3 separate regions of the Muntiacus reevesi genome follow, and regions 1 and 3 are each linked to region 2. Evidence: chromatin contacts called from public Hi-C data. All regions are on one chromosome and are shown on one strand. The core of a region is the stretch at or near the end of the contact, and the rest is flanking DNA. Distances in the headings are between cores, read along the strand shown.

Region 1 (4,379 bases), core at 861-3,360, 910 kb after region 2:
AGACTCTTTGTTCTTGTCCAGTTTTCCCATGGTTAAAATTTCCAGGTATAATATTGTTTTATGCTGAAAGCCAAGTTTATTTTTTAAGATGACTAATGGAGCCAATATTTCAAGCAAAAATGATATGTATCTTTTAGATCTTGCATTTTCTGAAACTTGTAGTATTTAGGCCAAAGGGTGAAACACTCAATGACCAATGGTTTCAGGACCATTTCTATTTGTTCATTCCCTTCACCACCTTATGAGGTGCTGCCTGAATGTTACCCTCTCCCCAAGCCTCATAAACTTATACCTACTCCCTACAGAGACCATTGCAGCTGGTAAGCTGAAGGACTTCACTCTCCCAACAGAATCTGAATTTTCAGGGGCCACAAAAACTGAAGTGGCTTTCCCAGGTGGTGCCGTGATAAAGAATCCTCATGCCAATGCAGGAGACGAGAGAGACTGGGGTTTGATCCCTGGGTCGGGAAGATGCCCTAAAATAGGAAACGGCAACCCACTCCAGTATTCTTGCCTGGGAAATCCCATGGAAAGAGGAGCCTGGTGGGCTACAGTCCATAGGGTTGCAAAGAGCTGGACATGTCAAGCAACTGAGCACACACACAAACCTGAAGTGTCAAGACTTATGGACCGGACACCCTAGGGGTTGGTCAATATATACCGAGACCTGGGTCAAAATCTGCAACTTCCTATGTAAACTTGGGAGAGTCACTTAACCTGCCTTAGTCTCCCTGTGTATGAAGTGGGGACAAAAAGAGGATTATGACCAGAATTTAAAAAGAAAATGTCTATAAAGCAGTTACCGCAATGCCTGACACAAAGTGAATGTCCTGTAAATATCAGCTCTTATCACAACTCCAAAAAGGCTCATCAAAGAAGGCATTGCAAATGACAGGTAGCCCTTGACCACAGAAACATGTTTACAACCTAGTGTTGAGTGGATAGGAGAAATAGGTAAGAGTCCACTCTTGTTAGGAAAAATGTAAACACTCCCACAGTCATACCTAGATAACCCTGTCTGTTTCTGGCCTGCTTGCATACACTTGTTTCTCTGTTTACCTGGGGCCCCTACCTTGGAAATCTTCTGGGTAGGTGTCCCTCTATAAGCCTCAGTTTTATGATCTGTACAGTAGAGCTACAAAAGTTGATATGAAGAGAGTATGAGAAAAAACGCTTGATAAATATCACTGTTATTTCTTTTTTTTTTTTTTTCTGTGCCCCCTGCAATGGAAGCCCAGTGTTTTAACCACTGGAAGGCCAGCAGTCTTTTATTTCTAAATTTAAGAGTTGTGAAATTTCTAAACTTTCACTAGAAAAATAGGAAGAATATAATATGAACTTGTTCACAGTGGTTATCATTAGTTTTATTTCCTTTTCTTCATTATACTTTTCCATATTTATTCGTTCATTTCCCAGGTATTTATTAAGCACTTATTAGGTGCCAGGCTGGGAAGGATCTCCTGGTGGAGGGCATGACAACCCACTCCTTTATTCTTGCCTGGAGAATCCCATGGACAGAGGAGCCTGGCGGGCTACAGTCCATAGGGTCACACAGAGTTGGACACAGCTGAAGCAACTTAGCACGCACGCAGATGCCAGGCCGTGCGCTAAGAGGAATACAGCAACATGCTATACAAATAATTACCCAAGTAATTGCCATAGTCATACATGCCTAAGTTTTTGCAAAGCAAGATCAGAAGGGAAAAAAAGCGATTTCTGATTAAAAAAAAATTTTTTTAAGAGACGTACAATGAGATCGGATCATTACTGATTTGGGAAAGGATTTGAATACAGGAACTAGACAGGCAGCAGACGCAGCGCCGGGAGGTCCACGCGGCGGCAGAAGGAGCAGGGGCGGCCACTGGGGCCACGTGAGCGCCGCCGCCCCGCCCCGGCCCGCCGCCTCCGGCCCCAGCCCCAGCTCCGCCAGTGTGGGGATCCACCTCCCGCAAGCAGCGCTGCCGCAGCAGCTGCCCCAGCTCCGCGGACGGTCGCCCTCGGAACGCTCCCCTAGCGCCCCGGGATCATCCCAGCGGCTCCGCGCACCCCTCGCGCCCCGGGATCGTTCCCGCGGCCGCCGCCGCCTCCCCGGAGCGCCGGCCCGCGCGCCCGGCTCGCCGCTCCCCGGCACCTTCGGGGGGCCCGCCCGCCCTGCACCCTGGAGCACCGGGCCACGAGCCTCTGCCAGCTCCTCTGGATCCTCGCGGCCGTGGGCAGCGGCTGCCGCGCCGGTCCGCCCGAGGCAGGTAGGTGGGGCCGCGGTTGGCCAAGGGGGCCGGGATCCGGCGCTGCAAGCCTGCGCGCCCCGGTGCCGCCAGCGCCCGGACCGCTCAGGGTCCGGTGCTTCAAAGCCGGGGTTCGAGGCGGAAGGAGAATGTGAGGGTTCAGCTCTTCGGCTTTCACTGTTTGCTTCTGTAAAATGGGAGCGTCGTGCTGATTAACGGCAGTGCCTGTTGGGAAAATACTTGGCACTCGATGGTGTGAGAGAGACGGCTTGGGGGCCTCCGCCTGGGGCGCCTCGGGGCCCGCAGAGTGGGGGAGGCTGCCTTCCTTTCCCCGCGGGGCCCGAAGCCGCATCGCCTACCTGGGCCCCCCAACAAGAGGCCCCAGTTCCAGGAACCTCAAGGACAGTGTCGACGCACCCTTGCCGCTGAGTGTTGACTGCAAGAGCTCTGGTGTTGGCAGGCCCCGTGGACAAGTGCGCCAAGGGGCCGGGCGTCAGTATGCGGAGCGGCGGGGCGGCGCCTCCCCGGGGAGTCCCGGCCTAGCTCCGCTGCGCGGGCGTGGGGGGTTGCGGGGAACCCGCCCAGCTGCGCCCCGAGTGAGCCGGATGGGCTGCTAGGAGGAGGGTGGCTAGTCTGCCGGAGGGGAAGTTCTATGGGAGCCTGACTTCTGGGTCCTCGGCCCTGGAAGCTGCTGCCTGGGGGCCGCTCAACCAGGAAATTGCCTACCCCTCTGATTTTACGGAGGAGGAAACTGAGGCCCAGAGTAATCTAACAGCAGGTACTAATGAGCAAGGTGGGTTAAGGGAAGGAATACAGAGTAAGCAGATGGGAGCTGATGATACCCTGTGCGTGGCGTGGGGGTGGGGGCTTGTGGGGGCATTGGGGAAGGCTTCCTGGAGGTGGTGATGGAAAGGATGCCTGTGGGAAGAGGTGGGATTTAGAATTTCCTAGGTGTCCTCCTTTTCCCTGGCCTCCACAGCACCTTTCATTTTTTACTCCAGGCATTTTTTCAACAAATACAATAAAGCTGCTTGATAGTGGGATTTCAGGTGTAACATGATGGTTGGGATTGCCATCCCCCCTCCTCTCCCGTTCTTCTTCAAGAAGGGATGTGGGCTGCTGTCCCAAGTTATCTTTTGCAGGGGATGAGGAGAGAGGAAGTCAGGGTCTGAGGATCCCTTGAAATGGTCTGTTTACATATGATCGCTTGTGTACATTCTGTGATTTGCAGCAGGGGTGTATGTGTGTGTGTGTGCGCGCGCTTTGGGTGACAGGATGGTACTTTCTTCCTGACTAAGGATGTGTCACTGATACGATTTTAAATATTTTTAATGTATTATGTGGCAGAGATGGCTGTTGGTCACCGTGTTCTCTTCTTCCTGGGATATCATCCTGGTTGTGTTTCTTGGGCTCCCTTACAATTTCTTGGGCCACATGACTAAGTTTTGGCTTGTTGGAATGTGAGCAGAAATAGTGTGTGTCTCTCCCAAGGCTGGACACTAAAAACCTCCCCTATTCTCCCATTTACCAGCAGAGTTGAGAGGACTGTGAGGGCCTGGAGGAGGGCAGAGCCACAGGCTGGAAGGAGGCTGGGCCCCTGATTGACAGGAGCTCTCCTTTCCACCTCTCTGGTGGTCTGTGACTATCTGCTGAAGAAACTGGGGCTCCAGGAAGCCCTATGAAAGGTCTGTGGGTATGAGAGGGGCTTCTTGGTTGCGGCTTTCCCCTTGGGGTGATCTGGTGTTCCACAAGGGAGGGTGTCTTTAGGCCCTTTTTCTCACACTGATCAGATTCCCCAAAGAAGTCTGGTCCAGTCTTTGGCAGGGTTGACATCCAGGTGTCAGGACACTGAGAGCAGTGTGGAAGAAAGCTGAGGGTCACCAGCAGAAGCTTGGATTTGTTCAGGCTCATTCTCTAAGAGTTACTCTTTCTGGTCTGATTCTTAAAGCTCATACAGGACAAGTTGATGACCAGGACTGCATTCAGTATAATAGTGGCTTGCTAGACTGATTTAAGAGTAAGCATTTTTGTGCTGGGGAGATCAGTTCTGCTGATCAAGAAGCTGCAGACGTAATCCCAGTGAACTGAGAATGTTCTAGAGGAAGGTGGCTATAGTGCCCACCGCAGGATAAAAGTGGCTTGGCCCTTCAAGTG
Region 2 (4,193 bases), core at 384-2,883:
AGAAACCAAATAACCTTCAAAAAACATAGGTTTAAAAAAGCACAATACATTAAATATTTTTGGGCTCCTCCCATGTTCCTGATAGGTGCTAAGTTCTTTACAGCCATTATTGCACCAGTCCTCACGACAACCCTGTGATTGCTTTTCTCTTTCTTAAAGAGCTATTCTCCAGATGGCTACTGACACAGGTCACAGATGAAAGTATATCAGTACATGTCCCTGGATGGACGGAACCTGAGAGCTGTGCAGTAGCAGACCAATTACTCGAGTCTATCCTTTTCTCCAAGTAAGAGTCTGACTTGGGACCAGAGTCTGGGATTGTTGGACCCGGTTCACTGTCTTCACCACTATGTTCTACCGCAGTTGTTCTCAACCTAGACAACTATGCAGGGAACATTAGCTGATGTTCGGTGACATTTTCGGTTGTTTGCAGGGAAGAAAAGCATTACTGGCATCTAGTGGTTGGAGGTGAGGTATGCTGCTAAACATCCTACAACGTATAGGACAGTCCCCTCAACACAACTTTTCTGCCCAAAATGTCAACAGCGCTGCCCCTTGAAAAACCCTACTATAGGGCTGGATTTCAGGTCAGGGAACATGCGTTCCGGCTCTGGATTAGACGTTTTCATGTATAAAATGGAGATACTAACCTAACAGAGTTTTTAAGGATCTCATTGGCTCATGATATTTGCATTTGAGAAGTAATGATGAAAACCTTTCAGTCAAGGAACCGTCTCATCACTTGTCTGTCCTGAACTCCAGAGATGCTTCCAGAAGAGGTAGCTCAGGGTATTTAGGCAGAAGCCCTAAGACCCTGTGAAAACCCATTCATATCTGCCAGTTCACCTATCTCAGAGATGGCCGGGGCACCCTCACTACAAGCCAAGAGCGTAGGAACGGCAACTCTCTCTGAGCCTTAAGTTTCCTCACGTGCTCCTCGCTCAGGTTTCTCCCGGAAGCTCCAAAACGCTGAAGCAGGCAGCCCTGGGAGGGCGGCAGGAGGCTGGAGCCGAGCGAAGGGGAGGGGCGGGGAAAGGAAGGGGAAGAGCGGGGCGGGGCCACGCGGCGGAGGGGCGTGGCTGGCTGGGGCGCGGGCGCGGGCGGAGGCTCACGCGCCCGCCCACGGCTCCGTCAGCTCTCCTTTGCTCCGCCTGCACCGCGGCCCCGGGGACCAGGTGAGGACTCGGGCGTGGGGGACCGAGGGCCCCGGCTGGCTAGACCCCTGGGCCGGGCTGGACAAATGGAGGAGCGCGGGGGCGGTGGGTTGAAAGGGGAGTCGGTGACATATACACACACACGGAGTCTCATCCTTCCCGGGCCCTGCTAGACAACCCCCCCCCCCCCCCCCAACTAAGGGAAGTCTCATCCCTCCCCAGCCCTGCGACACACACAACACACAGACACACAGACACACAGACACACACCTACACCTGCTACGACTTTCGGTAAAGGGTTGCCACCCCATCCCACCCCGAAGACCCCGCCCTTTCTTGGGAAACCTGTTTGGGAAGTCTCCACACCTCCTCTTCAGGAATCGTCAAAACGGATGCCCTCATTCCTACGGGGTTCCCCTGCCCCGTCACTGCAGGGTATACCCAAGGTGGATTCTCCTCCCCAAATTAATGACGGGGTCCTCGGTGCGACTTCTCTCCATCCCGGCTGGAACGTTCAGGCTTTCCGTTTGTCCCGGGAGGGGCGGGCGAGGAAGAGAGGGGGGCTTTTAGCGGGTGGGCCGTGGAAGGGAAAGGGCGGGTTGGCTTGGGTTTTCCTGGCTCGGCCCGGAAGGCGCGGAGATCGCAGAAGGCGGGGAACTGTGCGCTGCGTCGGATTAAGGGGTTGCCCCCTTCCCTCCTCCTGAGACCTGTCTTTGCTTGAGGAGGCCCCTCCGAGGAGTGAGTGAGAGGGATTGGTGACCAGCTGATTTCATTCTACGGCTATGGCCGATGGCTTTCTACCCACGCTATTCACGTTGAACTTCCCAAACCTGTCCGGATGGCCCCTAGGTTTCCAAGGCCCTGGGAACCAGTGAAGGGAGCTGGGCTTGTTCCTGCCCGTTGCAGGTTTGAGATTAGGGGAGCTGAGTGCTGGGAACATGGCCAATTCTAATCTATGCCAGCTGCAGCTTCAGAGACAGAATATAGGAATGAAGGGTCTAGTCCTGTCCAGTCCAGGGGATTCCTGTTTCACAAAAGGGATTGTAGCAGAGAATCTCTAGCTGGGTGATTAAAATGTGCTTTAATTTGCTACTAGACCCTATTGGAGAAGGAAATGGCAACCTACTCCAGTCCAGTCTTCTTGCCTGGAGAATCCCATCGACAGAGGAGCCTGGTGGGCTGCAGTCCATGGGGTCACAAAGAATCAGACACGATTTAGCAACTAAAACAACAACAACAACAGACTCTATAGATATTAGGAGATAAGTCATTCCTGGTGGCTCAGTGGTGAAGAATCTGCCTGCAATGTGGGAGATGTGGGTTCCCTCCCTGGGTTAGGACGATCCCCTGGAGAAGAACTCCAGTATTCTTGCCTGGGAAATCCCATGGACAGAGAAGCCTGGCAGGCTACAGGCCATGGGGTCCCAAGATTCCACACGACTTAGCAATTAAACCACCATCGTCACTTCCCATCTCACATAATTACCATGTGGGATGTTGAGTATGGTAAATAAATGTGAACATCTCTCAGTTAATTTTGTCCACTGTGATAGAATCTTTTAGCATTTGTGCTATAGGTCAGGAGATTAGTTGTAAGGAATAATGGAAAAGATATCTCTGTGACAGCCCAGCCTTACAGTGTTGTTCTGGGAAATATAAAATAATAATGTATTTGTTTATATAAAAATTAAAAAGAGTTTAAAAGATAGATATATAATTTAACAAACAGCTTTTATTATTGGGACAGTTCTGGAAATTCCAGGCCATTGTAGTCACAGAGTATAATTGTGGCAAAGTTTGTCCCTCTCTTGTTATGGAAATGAGACTTAAAAGTAAATAGAGAGTAATTTATGGCACAATGTAATTGGGAGCCAACCTGTTTAGTGTGGGTAGTAAATAAAGAAGTTGGCCACTGTCATTTGTTTGAGAAAGGCTTTCTGGCAAAAAAAAAAAAAAAAAGGCAGTGGGATTTGAAATAGTGTCTTCAGCCTTGCTTTCTTCTGTATTCTTTTCAGCATTTTATCAGGCTAAAAAAATAAACATAAGCTCTCAGAGATAATACCATTAACATCTTGTTATAGATCCATCTAGATCTTTTATTTTACTGTGGATATATGTATTTTATATTATGGATATATACATAAAATATGTAATAATTGGTATTTTATAATTTTTTTCACATCATAGACTTATTTTCATTAAATAAATATCAACATCATCTTAATGGCTATACAATACTCCATTGTATGAATTTATCATTATTTAACCTAGTTCTTATCAGTAGACAACTTTTTCCTGTTGTTTTACTATTAAGTATGTATTATAAACAGGGATAATCGCACATCCTTTTGGCATGTTTTGATATAACTGATTGTTTCCTTCAGGTTCCTGGAAAATAAATTTTTGGATCAAGGTGTGTACAATTTGATATTTTGATAGATATTGCCTGGTTACCCTTCATCTCTATGCCCATCATTAGTGTGTGAGGACAGCAGAAGCCCTCGTTGGGTCAATTGAGTGAAGACCACTAATGGTTTAAGATACTTTTCACTTCTTCCAGTGACAGCAAGAGACAAAGTGACATGAGAGATTTGACTGTGCCCTGCATTGAAGAGCTTCCTGGTTGAATTAATCCTTAAAGAGACTGAAGTGGGTTTCAGGATGGCGAAAGAGGAGCCCCCGAGTACTTCAAAGGACTTGCAGGAGCTGCAGAGGAAGCTATCTTTGCTGATAGCGTCTGTCCAGAGTAACTCAAAGGTCAGTTTCTAATGAGAGCATATAATGGAAAATTCCAAAATAACACTAGCTTAAGACCATAGAAAGTTATTTCTCCCTTAAGTAGGTAAAATTTGGAGATAGATCAGAATCTTTCTAACTCCCCACCATGTCATGTTTAAGTTATGACCTTCAAACTCACTGACCAAGATGACTGCTAGAGTATCAGCCATTGAATCCACATTCTAAGCAGTAAGAGGTTGAGGGGAGAAAAAGACATGCAAGCCACCTCCAATTTAAGGAGACTTCCTAAAAGTCACACAT
Region 3 (3,937 bases), core at 1,118-3,617, 680 kb after region 2:
AGCATTCTAAATAGCAGTGTGTTCATGGACGTGTGCATTTGTGTACCCCACCTAACCTCAACTGGATGATGAAGTTCCAATGATTGGACGCTCAAGGGTGCAGTTAATTTGAGAGTAGTGATTAAAAAGTACTGGAGGCAGAGGTTTGTATATCATGTTAATCAATGTGAACTTTATCCTGAAAAACATGGGAAATCATTGAAAAATTTTAACCAGGTGTCTGGTGGGTGTGAGGATCAGCGAAATGTTTCTCAAATTTTATGGCTCATTAACATCTTCATTATTTTTTCCATATGTCCATATCACCTATAGTTAATTTATTTAATGTTGTTTACATCAATCTTTTATTCTTTTATAAACATATGCCAAAAGGAAATTCATTATCCTCAATGCTTGCCACAATATTCAAAATAATATATAACCATTAAAATAGAACAATGTTCACTTATGTACCAACTTTATTTCTTAATTTATTTCATTTTTCAGTTGTGCTGGGTCTCCCTTACTATGCATGCACTTTCTCTAGTTGCTGCAGTGGGGTGGGGGGGGCCGTTGGGGGGGCAGCGGAGGGGCGTGGGGAGCTACTCCCTAGTTGTAGTGCGGCCTTCTCCTTGCAGTGGTTTCTCTTGCTGAGCACAGGCTCTAGGTGCAGGGGCTTCAGTGGTTGTCATGTGAGGCTCTAGAGCAGGATCACTAGCTGTGGCAGGGGCTTAGTTGCTCCACTGCATGTGGAATCTTCCTGGACCAGGGATTGAACCTGTGTCCTCTGCATTGGCAGGGGGCAGTTTCCTTATCCACTGTACCACCAGGAAAGTCTTATGTACCAACTTTAAATCATCTCATGCACCACTATGTAAATTTACCACAGTTTTTGTGCCAGATTCTTTTTCACATTTTTAAAAAATATCTTTTGGCCATGCCTCCCACAGTTTACAGGCTCTCAGTTCCCAACCAGGGATCGAACCTGGGCCACAGCAGCGACAACGCCATATCCTAACCACTAGGCAGCAGGGAACTCCTGCCATGTTCTCAATTACTGGGTCTTAGGTGTCCCCTGTAATCTCCTATTACAGAGTTGTGAGTGTAGAGAAACTCAGACACGGGCTAAGGGTATAAACTAGTTTCTCTGCTCTGTAACACCTTATGAAATTTTCATGTGCATACAAATCACCTCGGAATCTTGTAAAGAAAAAATGCAGATTTTGATCCAGTATGGGATCTGAAAATTCTTCACTAATAACAGACTCCTAAATGATGTTAATGTTAGTTTCCCAACCATGCAACGCAGCAAGATACAAGACTATAAGCCCCTGAAGGGCAGGGACCGTGCCTTAATCTTCAGCATAGTGTCTGGCACGGACAACTTCTTAGGTAATACCTGTGGAAAAGAGCACAGAATTTTCTTTCTTCAGCAGTCACGTGAGGCTTCCCTGATAGCTCAGTTGGTAAAGAATCTGCCTGCAATGCAGGAGACCTCGGTTCCACTCCTGGGTTGGGAAGATCCCCTGGAGAAGGGAAAGGCTACCCACTCCAGGATTCTGGCCTGGAGAATTCCATGGACTGCATAGTCCATGGGGTCGGACACGACCAAGACAAAGAGTCGGACACGACTGATCGACTTTCACTTCACTTTCTCAGCAGTCACGTGACTCTCCGTAGGCAAGCTTCAGCTTAGAAGTTCCACTTCTCACCCACTCACACGCACACCACTACTATTCAAAACATTTTAATTTTTCTAAAACTATAGTGCAGTTTTTATTTTCTACGTAACCCCAGCCTAGACAATTAACTCCAGGACAGCAGATACCTTAGTTGTACTGATTTCCTAAGCTTCCGTCTCACCCAGGTGTATCCCTGGCGTGGTCTGGCAGTTAAAGAAGCGAATTGATTGGACAAGGCCGATGTCCTCATGGAGCTAATGATCTAACGACGACTTCACCAAGCAACAGGCGATCACACCCGGTTTCGAAGCCTAAGTCTCTGCAGAAGGGCAGATAGACGAAGGTCTTCTAAGGCCGACGGCTTCTATGGAGAGGGAAGTCCTGGAGTTCAGATGGTTTGAGCCCAGACGCCGCGGGTGAAAACCGGAGAACCCGACTCTTTCATTGGACAGTCCGGATCGGGAAAATCCAAAGTGGCGGGGGGTGGGGGGGAGAGGCTGCGGTGTGCTGTCGCAGGAGTAGTCAGAAGATTACAGAGTGGATATCCAGGCCAGGAAGAGAGCTAAAAAAGCGGTAACTTAAATTATCTTCTAAATACTCCCTTACGAAATTATGCGTCTCCCTAACCTATGTCTTGGAGGAATTGGACTGGCCCAACCTCCAAGGAGCAGTAGAGCGCAGCCGGTCGTCTAGAGAGTCCCTCACGTAAGAGACGTGGGAAAGAGTGTCGCAGGGAAAGCTGGGCCGCTTCCGCCGTCCGCCACCATCTTGCTTTTTCTAAGGCGGCAGTGACCGAGGCTCAGAACAATCTTGAGCAATGAAGCTGTTAACCAGAACCGGGTCCCTCTCGGTGAGCACAGCTGGCGGGCTTGGGGAAGGGTTGGAGAGCAGATGGTCAGCAAGGTCATACGGACCGGAGTTGCCTGGTTTGGGGGCCCTGGGCGCTGGGCTTCGTTCTGCCCTTCAGCTGAACCCTGCGGGACAACTGGGCTCCAGGCTGGGTGGGTCAGGCGTTGGAAGGCCCGCTCATGCTCTGAGCAGAGGAGACCTAATGCAGGAAAACGTGCAGAGAGAGAGAGGGCTTGAGAGCAGAGGTGAAGCGATTCGGTGGAGACACCTTTGAAGGTCATTGCTGCCCTTGCGTGCAGGTGAAGGAGACCGCGAAATTTGTGTCCCAGGAGGCCGGTGTAGACCTAGTCCCCCATCCCTACCCTATCAGCTGCTGCCTGTGTTTCTTGGCGTATCATGTAGCATCAGCTTCTCCAACTGTTAAGCGGGCTTATGAGTAAAATCATAAGAAAGAAATGAGCTAATACCTGTATAGCATTTTTCAGTGAACCTGGAACTTGATTGTTACTGTCGTGTCCTGGCTGCATAAAGTGTGCTTTTCTTGATCTCGTTTTAATATTTATCCAGGAGGGGTTCTTGGCCTTTCCTTTAGAGCTTCTTAAGGCTCCTCCTCCATGTCCGAGTGACACATAGCTGTCACTTGGGGAAAACTCCTGTATCAGTGTTACATTATCAAGAGGGAACAGTCTCAACCTCTGAGATTAAAACAACTCTTCGAGGCCAATTTTGCCCCCAGGGAACATTTGGCAACATCTAGAGACATTTTTTGGAAAAGGAAATGGCAACCCACTCCAGTATTCTTGCCTGGAAAATCCCATGGCGGGAGGAACCTGATAGGCTACAGTCCATGGGGTCGCAAAGAGTCGGACACGACTGAGCGACTTCACTTTAGAGACATTTTTGGTTGTGACAACCTGAGGGGCGGGGGAGTGCTACTACTGAACATCCTTCAGTGCTCAAAGCCACCCACAACAGAATTATCCAGCTCAAAATACCAAGAGAGCCTGGGTTGCTAAGAAACGTAGTAATCTACTAGAAGAAGGTTCGAAAAACCAGGGAATGGAGTTTCCCGGTACTTAAATTTAAATAGATAAACTATGAATTATACAAATGACCTTGATTTAGACTGTAATTCTCTTAGCCTTCTTAGCACCCCTATATTAACCGATGATTTTAATAACCCTTAGAGGGAAGTCCAGTTGAACTGGCAAAAAACCTCAAAACCATCTCCTCATTCGTTCCATCCTCACCTTTCAGTAGAAAAAAGAACTCAAAGATAACACAGTTGAAGAGGACCAATGTAAACAAATTGCAGTAAGCTTGAAAGCAATTGTTGGTTCTACTTACAGCACTTACTTTACATAAGAATAAATTTATACATCTTTTGTTATTAAAACAAAATAGTAATTGTATGGACAGTTACTAGG

What was found. A called contact is a pair of places that touch in the nucleus more often than the background predicts.
Region 1: a contact with region 2 is called in a Hi-C map of muscle, with 6 times the contacts expected there. The contact joins the promoter of EEF2K here to the promoter of DNAH3 in region 2.
Region 3: a Hi-C map of blood shows a contact between it and region 2, with 2.8 times the contacts expected there. The contact joins the promoter of UQCRC2 here to the promoter of DNAH3 in region 2. A contact is called at or near these places in 2 of 3 Hi-C or Micro-C datasets (blood and muscle).

What each region holds. Positions count from the first base shown.
Region 1 is chr2:198,466,226-198,470,604 of mMunRee1.1, forward strand. It overlaps EEF2K (eukaryotic elongation factor 2 kinase), which reads left to right and starts at 2,111. Exons shown (of 19, transcript XM_065924479.1): 1 at 2,111-2,246.
Region 2 is chr2:197,560,678-197,564,870 of mMunRee1.1, forward strand. DNAH3 (dynein axonemal heavy chain 3) reads right to left here and starts at 1,634. Exons shown (of 62, transcript XM_065924469.1): 1 at 1,500-1,634. It overlaps LDAF1 (lipid droplet assembly factor 1), which reads left to right and starts at 1,062. Exons shown (of 5, transcript XM_065924470.1): 1 at 1,062-1,175; 2 at 3,715-3,911. The coding sequence starts at 3,816.
Region 3 is chr2:198,236,213-198,240,149 of mMunRee1.1, forward strand. UQCRC2 (ubiquinol-cytochrome c reductase core protein 2) reads left to right here and starts at 2,368. Exons shown (of 14, transcript XM_065924473.1): 1 at 2,368-2,511. The coding sequence starts at 2,479. LOC136158514 (a long non-coding RNA gene) reads right to left here and starts at 2,050. Exons shown (of 2, transcript XR_010661349.1): 1 at 1,808-2,050.